2 separate regions of the Sus scrofa genome follow, and region 1 is linked to region 2. A link is a contact called in public Hi-C data. All regions are on one chromosome and are shown on one strand. The core of a region is the stretch at or near the end of the contact, and the rest is flanking DNA. Distances in the headings are between cores, read along the strand shown.

What was found. A called contact is a pair of places that touch in the nucleus more often than the background predicts.
Region 1: a contact with region 2 is called in a Hi-C map of liver, with 2.9 times the contacts expected there. The contact joins two enhancer-like sites. A contact is called at or near these places in 1 of 47 Hi-C or Micro-C datasets (liver) and 1 of 2 datasets of contacts at active chromatin or transcription factors (alveolar macrophages).

Annotation. Positions count from the first base shown.
Region 1 is chr14:108,267,876-108,274,331 of Sscrofa11.1, reverse strand. It overlaps a transcript of PIK3AP1 not described here. Among named protein-coding and RNA genes, the nearest start is that of PIK3AP1, 110 kb to the right of the region's middle. Within about 2 kb of position 4,376, at least 5 of the 83 cell types and tissues checked have an H3K27ac peak or open chromatin away from gene starts, as enhancers often do. A contact at or near this core is called in liver, where this site is marked.
Region 2 is chr14:108,113,189-108,118,800 of Sscrofa11.1, reverse strand. The region is part of intron 2 of PIK3AP1 (phosphoinositide-3-kinase adaptor protein 1); the gene reads left to right. Among named protein-coding and RNA genes, the nearest start is that of PIK3AP1, 43 kb to the left of the region's middle. Within about 2 kb of position 1,945, at least 8 of the 83 cell types and tissues checked have an H3K27ac peak or open chromatin away from gene starts, as enhancers often do. A contact at or near this core is called in liver, where this site is marked.

The DNA of each region.
Region 1 (6,456 bases), core at 3,127-5,626, 150 kb before region 2:
ACCTCCAAAAAGGGCAAGAAACCCTCCACATTACTTGGCAGAACAAAAGAGAAAAAGAGAGAGAGAAAAGGAATCAGGATGAGACTAGCATTCCTGAGATGGAGCTGTGAAAGAGAAAATGAACCCACACCTTTGGAAGCCATCTAACTGATGGGGAGACCAGCCAAGACGGAGGGACCTCAAAGTCACCAAGAAAAGCACAGCAGCTGGACTGAGGAGGGCAAAGCAGAGTGAGAGCCAGACAGATCATCTGCACCACCTCCCTGGACACCACAGCCTGAGACACTCAGGCAGGGGCTGAGCGCTGAGACTCAGGCTCTGGAGGTCAGCTCCAAGGTGAGGACTAGGGTTGGCTGTGTGGAGACAGCCTGAGGGGCTAGGGAGCAGTGTGCCATGGGCTGGGGAGTGGAACGCCACAGCTGAGGGAACCCGGGAGGAGGTCTGGGCCTGCAGGAGAAGCAAGGAGACATTGTTGGGGAGGAGGAGAGGTGGACCACTGTAGGAATCTCTTTCTCTGCACACCCACGAACTCTTGAAGGGCGGGGCAGCTCTGGTGTGGCTACAGGTGGCAAAAGGCCACTTGCTTGGGCTACAGGAGACCAGGTGCTACTTGTGTGGGCTACAGGCGGCCAGGCACCTCTTGTGTGGGCTAAGGGCAGCAGGGGGAGGGGGCGCTAAGTGTGATGAAGTGCCTCTTGTGTGATCTACAGGTGGCAGAGACAAGCCACCTGTAGTTTGCCATCTCAGAAACCAGAGGGAGGAATGGCCTGCCACCACTAGGGGTCTTTGAACAGGCTCCACCTGCAGCCCCAGTCACCGCAGAGGTCAGCAAAAAAGAGGGCACTGCAGCCGAGTACCACCTGCTATTGCTCTTTCTCCTCTGGGAACACACCTGCCCTGCTGCTGCTGCTGCCACTGCCAAACACTTCAGGCAGTGCCTCCATATGCTTGATCACTCTTACGTCCCAGGGCTCTGTAACTAGGAGCAGCCTGTGCAGCATCTCCTGTGTGGGCTAAGTGGGACGGGGTGCTTCTTTAGTGGTCTCTAGGTGGCAGGGGCAAACCACCACAGTTATCTCTGACTCCAGAGGTAGGCATGGCTTGCCACCACTAGGGGTCTGTGAACAGACACCACTTGCAGCCCCAATCACCTCAGCGGGCACCCCAGAGGAAGGCATTGTGACCAAACACCACCTGTTATTTCTCTCATTCCCCTGGGAACTTACACCCTTCCACTGCCACTGCCAAATGCTCCAGGCACCACATAAATCTACCTGATGCTCATTACTACTTCCCAGGGCCTTGCAACTAGGAGTAGCCTATGCCAACTTCCTGCAGGTCCTTGCTACTGTCAAGAGCCCAGCAACCAGGCACTGACTACTAGCCCTGCCCATTGCCTCCTTCTCCCTGGAAACACACTCAGCACCCTGGGGATAATAGCCTGCTCACAATGAAGAAAGAGACAGCAAATATCTAAACTCTCATGCCAAAAATAAATAGTAACCTCCCACAAAATACAAAGGGGTGCTCTTGCATATAAATAGCCCTACAAGACTGCAGTTTGGTTTCCCTAAATTCACAGAAAAATAAAAATATAAGCAAAATGAAGAAGCTTAGGAACCATTCCCAGTTAAAGAAACAGGAGAATTCACCTGAATCAGCAAACATGAAACAGCATGTTTGAAAGGGAGATAGTGAAAATACTGAAGGAATTAAGGGTGAAAATGAATTAAGAGTGGATATAAACAGTAATCCAGATTACTTTAGAAAGGAACTAGAAAATATAAGGAGGAACCAAGAAAAATTTGAAAATTCATTTGCAGAGACACAAACTGAGCTAAAGACACTAAGAGCAGAGTGAATAATGCAGAGGAGTGAATTAGTTTACTTGAAAGACAGAATAATGGACATTAGCCAATCAGGACAGCAGACAGAAAACTAAATGAAAAAACATGAAAGCAATATAAGAGATAATATGGGATAATATAGTGTGCCAATCTATGTATAATAGGAATCCCAGAAGAAGAAAAAGAAAAGGGGATGGAAAATATATTTGAAGAAATTATATCTGAAAACTTTCCAAATCTAAAGGAAACTGATATCAAGATACAGGAAGCACAGAGGGCCCCAAACAAGTTGAACCCAAACAGGCCCACACCAAGACATATTATAATAAAAATGGCAAAAGTTAAAGAGAGGATTCTAAAGGCAGCAAGAGATACACAAAGTGTTAGTTATAAGAAAACCCCCATAAGGCCATCAGCTGATTTCTCTACAGAAACACTGCAGGCCAGAAGAGAGTGGCAAGATATATTCAAAGTTCTAAAAGGGAAAAATTTGCAGCTTTGAATGTTCTACTCAGCAAGAATATCATTTAGAATAGATAGAGAAATAAAGAATTTCTCCAACGAACAAAAGCTAAAAGAGTGCAGCAATGCTAAACCTATCCTAAAAAAAATACTAAAAGGACTTCTCTAAATAAAAAAGTAAGAAGAAATAGGATGGAGGATATCACAGTTGGAAAGCAATCACTTAAATAAGCCTGCATACAGATCTAAAAGGAAAAAAAAAAAACCCTACTGTAAAAGGAACGATAAACACAAGGAACAGCAAAAGGACAAATATGAAGATATTTTAAAAGGAGCTCAAAATCATAGAATGTGGGGAAGGAAAGTAAGAAAACCTAGACTTTTTTTTAATAATGTATTTGAGCCTACATGACTTTCAGGCTAAAGGAAACAGATATAGGAAGGGGTTAACATACTTAAAAAACAGGGCAACCACAAATCAAAACCAAACATTACATTCACAAAAATTAAAAAGTACACAAGCATAAAATAAATGGAAATCACTCAACCAAAATAAGAAAGGAACAAAGGAGAAAAACTTTCCTTGAAAAAGACACATGCACCTGTATGTTCATTGCGGCACTGTTCACAATAGCCAAGATATGGAAACAACCTAAATATCCATTGACCGATGAATGGATTAAGAAGATGTATATATACACAATGGAATACTACTCAGCCATAAAATGAACAAAATGATGCCATTTGCAGCAACATGGATGGAACTAGAGTCTCACACTAAGTGAAGTCAGTCAAAAAGAGAAATGAATACCATATGATATCACGCACTTGGAATCTAATATACAGCACAAATGAACATTTTCAGAGAAAAGAAACTGCTGGACTTGTAAAACAGACTTGTGGTTGACAAGGGGGAGGGGGAGGGGAAGGGAGTGGGATGGACTGGGAATCCGTGGTTAATAGATGTAGACTATTGCCTTTGGAATGGATAAGCAATGAGATCCTGCTGTATAGCACAGGGAAATATATCTGTAGTCACTTGTGGTGGACTATGATGGAGGATAATGAGGGAAAAAGAATGTATATACATGTGTGCATGTGACTGGATCACTTATTTGTACAGTAGAAAATTGACAACACTGTAAACCAACTGTAATGGAAAAAATAAAAATCACTAAAAAAAAATAAAATAGGAGAAAGAATATCTTCCTCAAAAAAAAAAAAAAAAAAAAAGAATATCTTCCTCACAGGATTAATGGATAATGTACAAGGAATGACTAACACATAAATAAGAGCTCTGTAAATATTATTATTACTCATGACATAGCACAGACTGGCTTATTTTAGTTGTTTGTGCCACAGCAGCAACCTGATCTGCTGCTATGACAATGCTGGATCCTTAATCTGCTGTGCCACAGTGGGAACTCCCGGATGTCCAGTATTTTTTCTTTATTTTTTCTTTTGTCTTTTTAGGACCACATCCATGGCATATGGAGGTTTCCAGGCTAGGGGTCAAATCGGAGCTGCAGGCCCTGGCCTACACCACAGCCACAGCAATGCCAGATCCAAGCCACATCTGCGACCTACACCACAGCTCATGGCAATGCCGGATCCCTAACCCACTGAGTGAGGCCAGGGATAGAACCTGTATCCTCATGGATACTAGTCAGATTCATTTCTCCTGAGCCATGACGGGAACTCCTGTCCAGTATTTCGAGTGAGAAAAAAATGAATGAATCCAGGGGCTATTAGCAATCCCAGTGGCACTCACTCGGGTAGGATTAATGAGCATTAGTTGTCAAAGCCACTCACAGCATCACACAGTTGGCCGAGTGGAGGAGAGACAGACACCTGTAATCTAGCCACTTGGGATGATAAGACAGCCAAGAGCACAATAAGTTGAATCAAGTACTCTTATTTCACAGGCCACTTTAGGAAGAATTAAGTACCAAACTGTGCCAGGCCCAGCTGAAAGCACTTTGTTTATCTGCCACTCTGTTACTGATTAAACAGTAGGCACCCCTTTAGCCACACCCTTTTGCTCAAACACAATTAAATTTTAAAATAACATGGCTTTAGGAAGAACTGTACAAAGTGCAGGTAGTTGGTCTATGAGAGAGTTGGCTGGGTGTAGTCAGTAGCGATAGTCAGGAATCAGAAAACACTTTGTACCTGTTTGCTTTGACAAAGAATCAGATCCAAGATCTTTCTCTGGAGTGGAGGAAGACAGGGAGGCTTCAGAGCTGGGTTTTGAAATCTGTTTAAAACGTCAAATATAGGATCCCACATGAAATCTGAACATGTGTTGCAAATTTTGACCCTCATGGAACCTCTTTGGCCATGTCCAGGAAATGTCTGAAACTCAGGCTCAGAGGATTTTGAGAGGAGCACTAGAGGGATGTAGGGGCCTTTGGTTTTAATTTAGGCTGTTCATGTTTTCTGATCTTCTGGACCTCAGAGATATACCAACTGGATCATAATTTCCCAAAGTGTTTCCTCCCTAGGATGTTAACAAGTGATCAGGAGTTCCCATCGTGGCTCAGCAGATATGAATCTAACTAGTATCCAAGAGGACACAGGTTCAATCCCTGGCCTCGCTCAGTGGGCTAAGGATCTGGCGTTGCCTTGAGCTGTGGTGTAGGTTGCAGACATGGCTGGGATCTGGCGTTGCTGTGGCTGTGGTGTAGGCCAGTGGCTACAGCTCTAATTTGACCCATACCCTGGTTTGGCCCTAAAAAACTGCTGGTTTGGCCCTAAAAAAAGACCAAAAAAAAAAAACAAAACAAAACAAAAAACAAGTGATCAGGAAAAAAAGGCTTTCTACCATCTGAGGACACAGCAAGCCATCTATGAATCGGGAAGCAGACCCTCATCAGACACCAAATCAACAGCCCTTAAGAGCCTCCAGCCCACAGCTGCTGTCAGGTTTGCTGCAAACAGCACCTGGATTCTTAAACTTTCCTCCACCCTCCCCCAGGGCATCTCCTGAAACCTGGTCCCACTTTATCCTTTCTTGGATTCTTCCCTTCTTTTGTGGGGGGTGGGATACTTCCCCCCATAACTTCCTGAGAAAGGGCCATAGGAGATGTTGGAGTAGAAGGGCTGGAGCTCACCTCTCACAAAAAAAAAAAAAAAAAAAGGGTAGGCGGTTTCTATTAACCAGTATTTCCCACACTGTCTGATGTTTACTACTGGTTTTGAGTTGATTTTAGGAGGTTCTTGGTTGAAATGAACATTTTTTTCATTCTAATCAATTTTGGATAATGGTTATAATTTTTCATTTATAGTCATGATATTAAAAGTCTTTATAATATTCCTTTTAAAAGATGAGTGAATTTAAAGAAAAATATTAAGTCAGTAATAGTACAGACTGTCTGCAGATATGGAAAAAATCGTGAAGGTGGTACTCAAATGACTGAAATTTGAAAAAGTTCAGTTAAATCAAGTTAAACTGACTTATTTGTTGAAAGACTTCTCAGAGATTTTATCATATTGATAAATATTTTGCCTCTTCAAGAAAGGATTTGGGGAGTTCCCGTTGTGGCTCAGCGGAAACAAATCTGACTAGTATCTGTGAGGATGCAGGTTCGATCCCTGGCCTCACTCTGGCTTAAGGATCCGGCATTGCCATGAGCTGTGGTGTACGTCACAGACGCAGATCGGATCTGGTGTTTCTGGGGCTGTGGCACAGGCCTGCATCTACAGCTCTGATTTGACCCTAGACTGGAAACCTCCGTATGCTGTGGGTATGGCCCTAAAAAAGACCGGAAAAAAAAAAAAAAAAAAAAAAAAGGATTTGTGAATTCCTATCGTGACTCAGCAGTAATGAACCTGACTAGTATCCATGAGGACTCGGGTTCGATCCCTGGCTTTGCTCAGTGGGTTAAGGATTTGCCATGAGCTGTGGTATAGGTTGCAGATTTGGCTCGGATCCTGCATTGCTGTGGCTGTGGTGTAGGCTGGCAGCTTCAGCTCCAATTGGACCTCTAGCCTGGGAACTTCCATATGCTGCAAGTGCAGCCCTAAAAAAAAAAAAAGAAGAAAAAAGAAAGGATTTTGCATCTAGCACTTCTTTAACTCATTTAACTATAGAAACCCTCTTTTCTTTAAAATACAGATCCTCTTGTTACACTTTTCCTCAGGAAAT
Region 2 (5,612 bases), core at 696-3,195:
TTGAAACAGAGTGAAGGGACGTGTTTATATTCCATGCTCGGGGGAACATTTTTCTCTTTTTTCTTATGGTCCTTGTTGCTCGGATGTGAACCTGCACCTGCCACAGCCATCTTGCTACCAACCTGAGAATGACATTCACACTGAAGATGATAGAGAAATGAAAGGACCTGGGGCCTTGATGGTGTTACTGAAGCCCTATGCCAGCCACCCCCAAACCCCCCAACTCCTGGACTTTCTATTCTGAGAGATAAAATGCCTTTATTTTTTAAGGCATCTTGAGATGGAATTTCCTTTACGTGCACAGAACTATGTTAGATTCTAGAGGGCGGAGCTGAAGATAAGGATGAACTTTCACAGATAATTCCAAATCCTCATCAGTGGAATAGACACTTTCAAGAATGGAGATTTTGTTACTGTGAAGTATTCAAATAGGGATTGACTCTGATTTAAAAAAAATCCTTATTGAGTGAAATTTTATGCTAAATGATTCTTGTGTCTTTTAAACCCTGATGATCTAAGATTCAAAAAATAATTCTTACTATGATGTGAGTGACCATGAAGCTGAACTTTTCCCCAGGGCATTTGCATTATCTCCAGCATAACTCAGATGAAGCTTTTATTAGTAGCATGTGGAGGTGGGGGAGGTTTTCTGTGCATGAGAGCCTTCCAGGTGTCCCTTGCCCACTTCATATGAGTCACTCTCCTCTTTGGCTACAGGGGTCTGTGTCTAGGGTCCCCACTTTTGGAAGGTTGCTGAACCCTAACCAAAAGGGAAATAAACCATATTGTGACTGTTGGATTTGCAAAACACAACATACAAAGGGCCTGCCATACCACGTAGAGGAAAAGGAGCAAGAGGAAGTTTTGTGGACTGTGGGCTCTCAGTGGGAGGGGCTCAAAGGCTGAGGGGAGGGGCAGACAGGTAGACAAAAGGATACAGGATTACAGGGAAGCACTTTCCATCTGTGTTAACCCATGCTCCCTTTTGACAAACGTCCCCCTTCCGAGGTTCGTATTATAAAAATTATAGTTGAAAAAATGTAAAAACGTAATAGAACATTGACTATCCTTTAAAAGCTACACTGTTTCTCCATTTTTATTCATCGCTGGCAGGACATTTGCAAGCATGCCTGCCTTGGCTCTGGGGAGATGTGAATCACTGGGATAGATTTTTCTTGATACTGGTTCCAATGTTGATCAGGTTCCTTGTGGTTCCTATAATTAAATATAAAAAATGGTGAAAACTATATTTTGTCCTCATGCTCTTGAATTTGAATCAAAAAGTGTGATCCGACACTGCATCTTGTGTGACATAACCAGGCTGGGCTTGCCGTTGGGGAGAAACGTTCACAGAAGGTGAGAATGTAGTTGGCAGGGCTGGTGCGGTGGCACTCACAGGGTGTCAGGGCTGGACAGCATATGCTTGTGTTGTCCACTCTATTGTAACACAGAGGATGACATCTGTGAGCAGGGAAATGACTCACCAGGGGGCCCAGTGGTTAATGAATCACTGACCTGAGAGTAGGAATGTGAGAATGCCCAGGTTTCACTCCAGAGCATCATTTTTTAAGAATTTGGATTTGCAAGGAAATCAAAACTGATTGATTTTTCAGTCAGTGAGAGGGATCAGTGCAAACAAGGGGCCAAGGTGGTATGAAGAGGCTTGTAAATATTTTCATATTATAATGGCCCAGCTAGTGTTTCTCCCCAGTGATGGGAATTCTCTGTCCTGGGTCCTGGGCACGTCTCATGTCAAGGTGGACCTGCACTTTCTTACCTCTGGCTGGGGAACCAGAGGAGAAAAAGAAGCCAAGTTTGGAGATGCGCTCATTGCTCATGAAGGAAGAAGCCAAACAAACCAGCAGCCAGCCTGTTCACTGCTTTGAGGCTTTACCTCCTTTTCAGAGAGTGACCTTATCTTCTCTCAGACGGGAATGCCTAGTCAGCTTGGTTAAGGGGCATTCAACCAGTTTCTTTACTTCCTGCCCTTGGCTTTCCAACCTCAGGCTGAAACAAGGCAGGTCATGTGTTAGATTCCAGCTCCCACACAGGAACTTAAAATTCCCTGGAAAAGTCCCTGTAAAATGGACAGTATCATTCTGGAAGTTTCAGTTTGATCAGCTTGGCTAAGACATTAATTATTAAACAAAATCAATATTGTTAGCTTGATTTTGACCTTTTTCAGTTAAAAAAAAAAACAAAACCCTGAAGGACATTCCTTCAAAGATTAAAAAAAAAAAATAATACCCACCACCTCACCCCCAAGGCAGAAATCCCAGCATGTGTTTTTGGTGAGCCTCTGGGAACTGCAGGTGGGGGAAAATGCCTCTGAGGTGGTGGTGAAAGAAGTGTGGGTATGGTTTCCAGTCTGTGGGCTCCTTTTTTTTTTTTTTTTTTTTTTTTGAGTTCTTAGTTGTGACTGCCACCAAGGGACAAGTGTCAGCAAGGTTGGGAGAGGCCCAAGCTGGCTCAACTGGGGCCATGGAAACTGTCATTGCCTCGGGACCTAGCCAGCCCAATGAGGGGATGCTGTGGCTCCAGTCAGATGGAGTGGCCAGAAGCTAGCAGCAGTCAGCAATGATCACCACCAGAAAGTTGGCCAAGGTTTTAAAGAAACAATTAAGATCGCAAAGACAACCAAGGAGTCCCAAACCGGTGCTCAGCACACATACGCCACAGAAGAATCATGTCTCTGGGAGCCTCTTTTTGGGGGAAGATGTGCTGACTATGCTTCCCTTCAAAGGCAGACAGCTGGCAGGGGACAGGCTAAGGACACTGCAGGTGAAGTACAGCAAGTGCGAGAGAGCACAGGGGGTTGTGGCCATAGATGGATTCTGGCACCGTACAGCCCACCTTAGCCTCCCCTCCAGGAAACAGGAAAACTAAGAAAGTCCCCATGACCTTTTATTTGTAGACAAACTGGTTTGGTTGTTTGAATTGTAATACTGCCAAACCTTGGTTCTAAGCCTTTATGCCAGGTCCCTATGGTAGATTCATACAACTCAAATCTAACTGTTGCAACAATGGGGGCTGTTCTCCTGTCCTAACTGCTAATGGAATACCGTATTATTAATAATAATGGTCAGGAAATGGCAGCTGCCTTTTTAATTGAGTACTTAACTATGTGTCAGGCACAGTGTTCAACAGTAACAATCCTGAGAGGTTGATATTATAATTTCCATCTTACAAGTAAGGAAAATGAGGCATTGTGAGGTTAAGAAAATCACCTAAGGTTACCAGCTAGTAAGAGCCAGGATTCACCTTAGATTGTCTGGACCCCAAATCCCATCTCTTAAGGACTTCCACAAATGTGGCAGCCATTAGCATGCACTGGCAGACCTCCAGCTGCCAGGAGTACAACAGGCCAAGGGCCCCAGGCCTGCCCTCTGAATCCATCACAGCATTTGACCAAGCTCTGCTTCCCATGGGCTGCTCCCAGATAAAGACAGTGTGGCGGGGCAGCTACAATAGGCTGGTGCCTGGAAGACACAGGACTCCTCCAATGGCCAACTTCAGCTTTTGGAACTTTCCTTAGATCACTCCATGGTCTAGGATGCTTCTACTCATCCTTCTTTCTTGCTGTTCTTCACTTGGACTCAGGTCCTCTGATGGTTTTCCTAGGTCATCCCCCCATTTTCTGTTGGAGGCACTTTCCCTCATAGAATCCCTGCATGTTTAATCCCATTTTAGTATTACTCCTCAGAAGACCTGGACTAGCACAGTGTACCACACCACATTTCAGGGCAGTCTGATTCAGCCTGCTAGCATAAATCGGGGATTGGCTATCTCTTTATTTTTTTTAACTGTTTCTCTGTAGATTACACACTGAAAGGTTCAAAGCACAAGACCTTGCAGTGGTCCTCCCTGTGTTGTATTTTGCCCCCCTGCTGGTAACCTAGGTGGTTGGTCTTATCTCATTCATTGATTTATCCATTCACACAAGAAACATTTATTGATTTCTCACTGTGATTTCTAGGCCCTGGGGATCCAAAGATGAATGTCAGGGAATCTGCCCTCAAAGAAATCACAGTCTAGTGGAAGAACAATTTGGTTGACAGATAAACAACTATAATTGCTAATGACTCTTCAGTGCTTACTCTTTGTCAGGTACCTCTTTTAAGCATTTTATATGAATCAGCTCATTCTATACTTACACCTACTGAATGGAATAGGTGGTATTATTATCTCCTTTTGCACACAGGGAAACTGAGACACAAAGAGAAGTGGCAGATAGGAAGTGGCAGCGTTAGGATTTGGATGCTCACAGAATGCTCTCATGGTCTGCTGTGCTGCACTGCCCCTTGCCCCATGCTGCCTCTTCTAAGGGAGCGTGACTATGCCTGGGGAATGCAGGCTTCCACTGCAACAGAAACCCTGAGGCCAGAGCAACTTGGTTCCCACTTTAGAAATTCCTAGCTGCTGTAGTGATCTGTTGGGCTCTCTGAAGGGTGCAGATGCTTGCTTGTTATGGATAATCAAGGCTTTCTGCTCCTGCCTGCTTGGAGGGAGCAGGATCTTTGCTGGTGTCTGTCTCCATGGCTACACGGAGCACCCTTGGGTTGCCTGACACGCACCTCCTGGATCCCATTTGACTGGCTAGCTCTAGACTACTCTATGCAAAGGTATGCTCCTGCCCATTTCCACATGGAGAATCATTTCATAGGAACTCTCATTCACTAAATGAATAATAACAAAAAAAGCACAACTTTGTCTAGCACTTTTCAGTGGGAATAAGCCTGTGTGGCAGGCCAGGCAGGTGTGAATATTCTTATTAAAATATATATATATATATTTTAATTAAAGTATAGTTGATTTGCAATGTTGTGTCAATTTCTGCTTACAGCAAAGTGACTCAGTCATTCATATATATGTATAGATATATATATATATATATATATACACACACACACATACATATATATATATATAAAATCTTTTCTATGTTTTTTCAATCATGGTCTATCCAAGAAGATTGGATACAGCTCCCTGTGCTATACAGTAGGACCTTGTTTTTCATCTAGTGAATATTCTCATTTTATTTTTTTTGTTTTTTGTTTTCGGTTTTGGTTTTTTTGTTTGTTTGTTTTTATTTTTTGTCTTTTCTGGGGCTGCACCCTCAGCATATGGAGGTTCCTAGGCTAGGGGTCCATTCGGAGCTGTAGCCGCCAACCTACACCACAGCCACAGCAACACCAGATCCTTAACCCACTGAGTGAGGCCAGGGATCGAACCTGCAACCTCATGGTTCCTAGTTGGATTCGTTAACCACTGAGCCACAATGGGAACTCCAATATTCTCATTTTAAAGGAGAGGAAATTGATTGAAAAGACATGATGCCCAGTGACTTGGGACATGGGACTTGAATCCAGGCCTTCTGTGGCCTCATAGACTGTCTTCTTCCAGAACCCCTGATAGCTGCATTTATGTTGTTAGGAAAGATTATAGCCTTGGCCTTGGTAGCCAAGATTTTACTTATTGGGAACAATCAGCAGCTCCTGGGTTAAAGGAATTTTTATTTTGACTCACAATTGTTTAAGTGGAATTTGTATGCCGTCTTACTATTCTGTATGTTTTTGAAGCCCGTCACTGAGGAGTATCACACCCCCATCCCA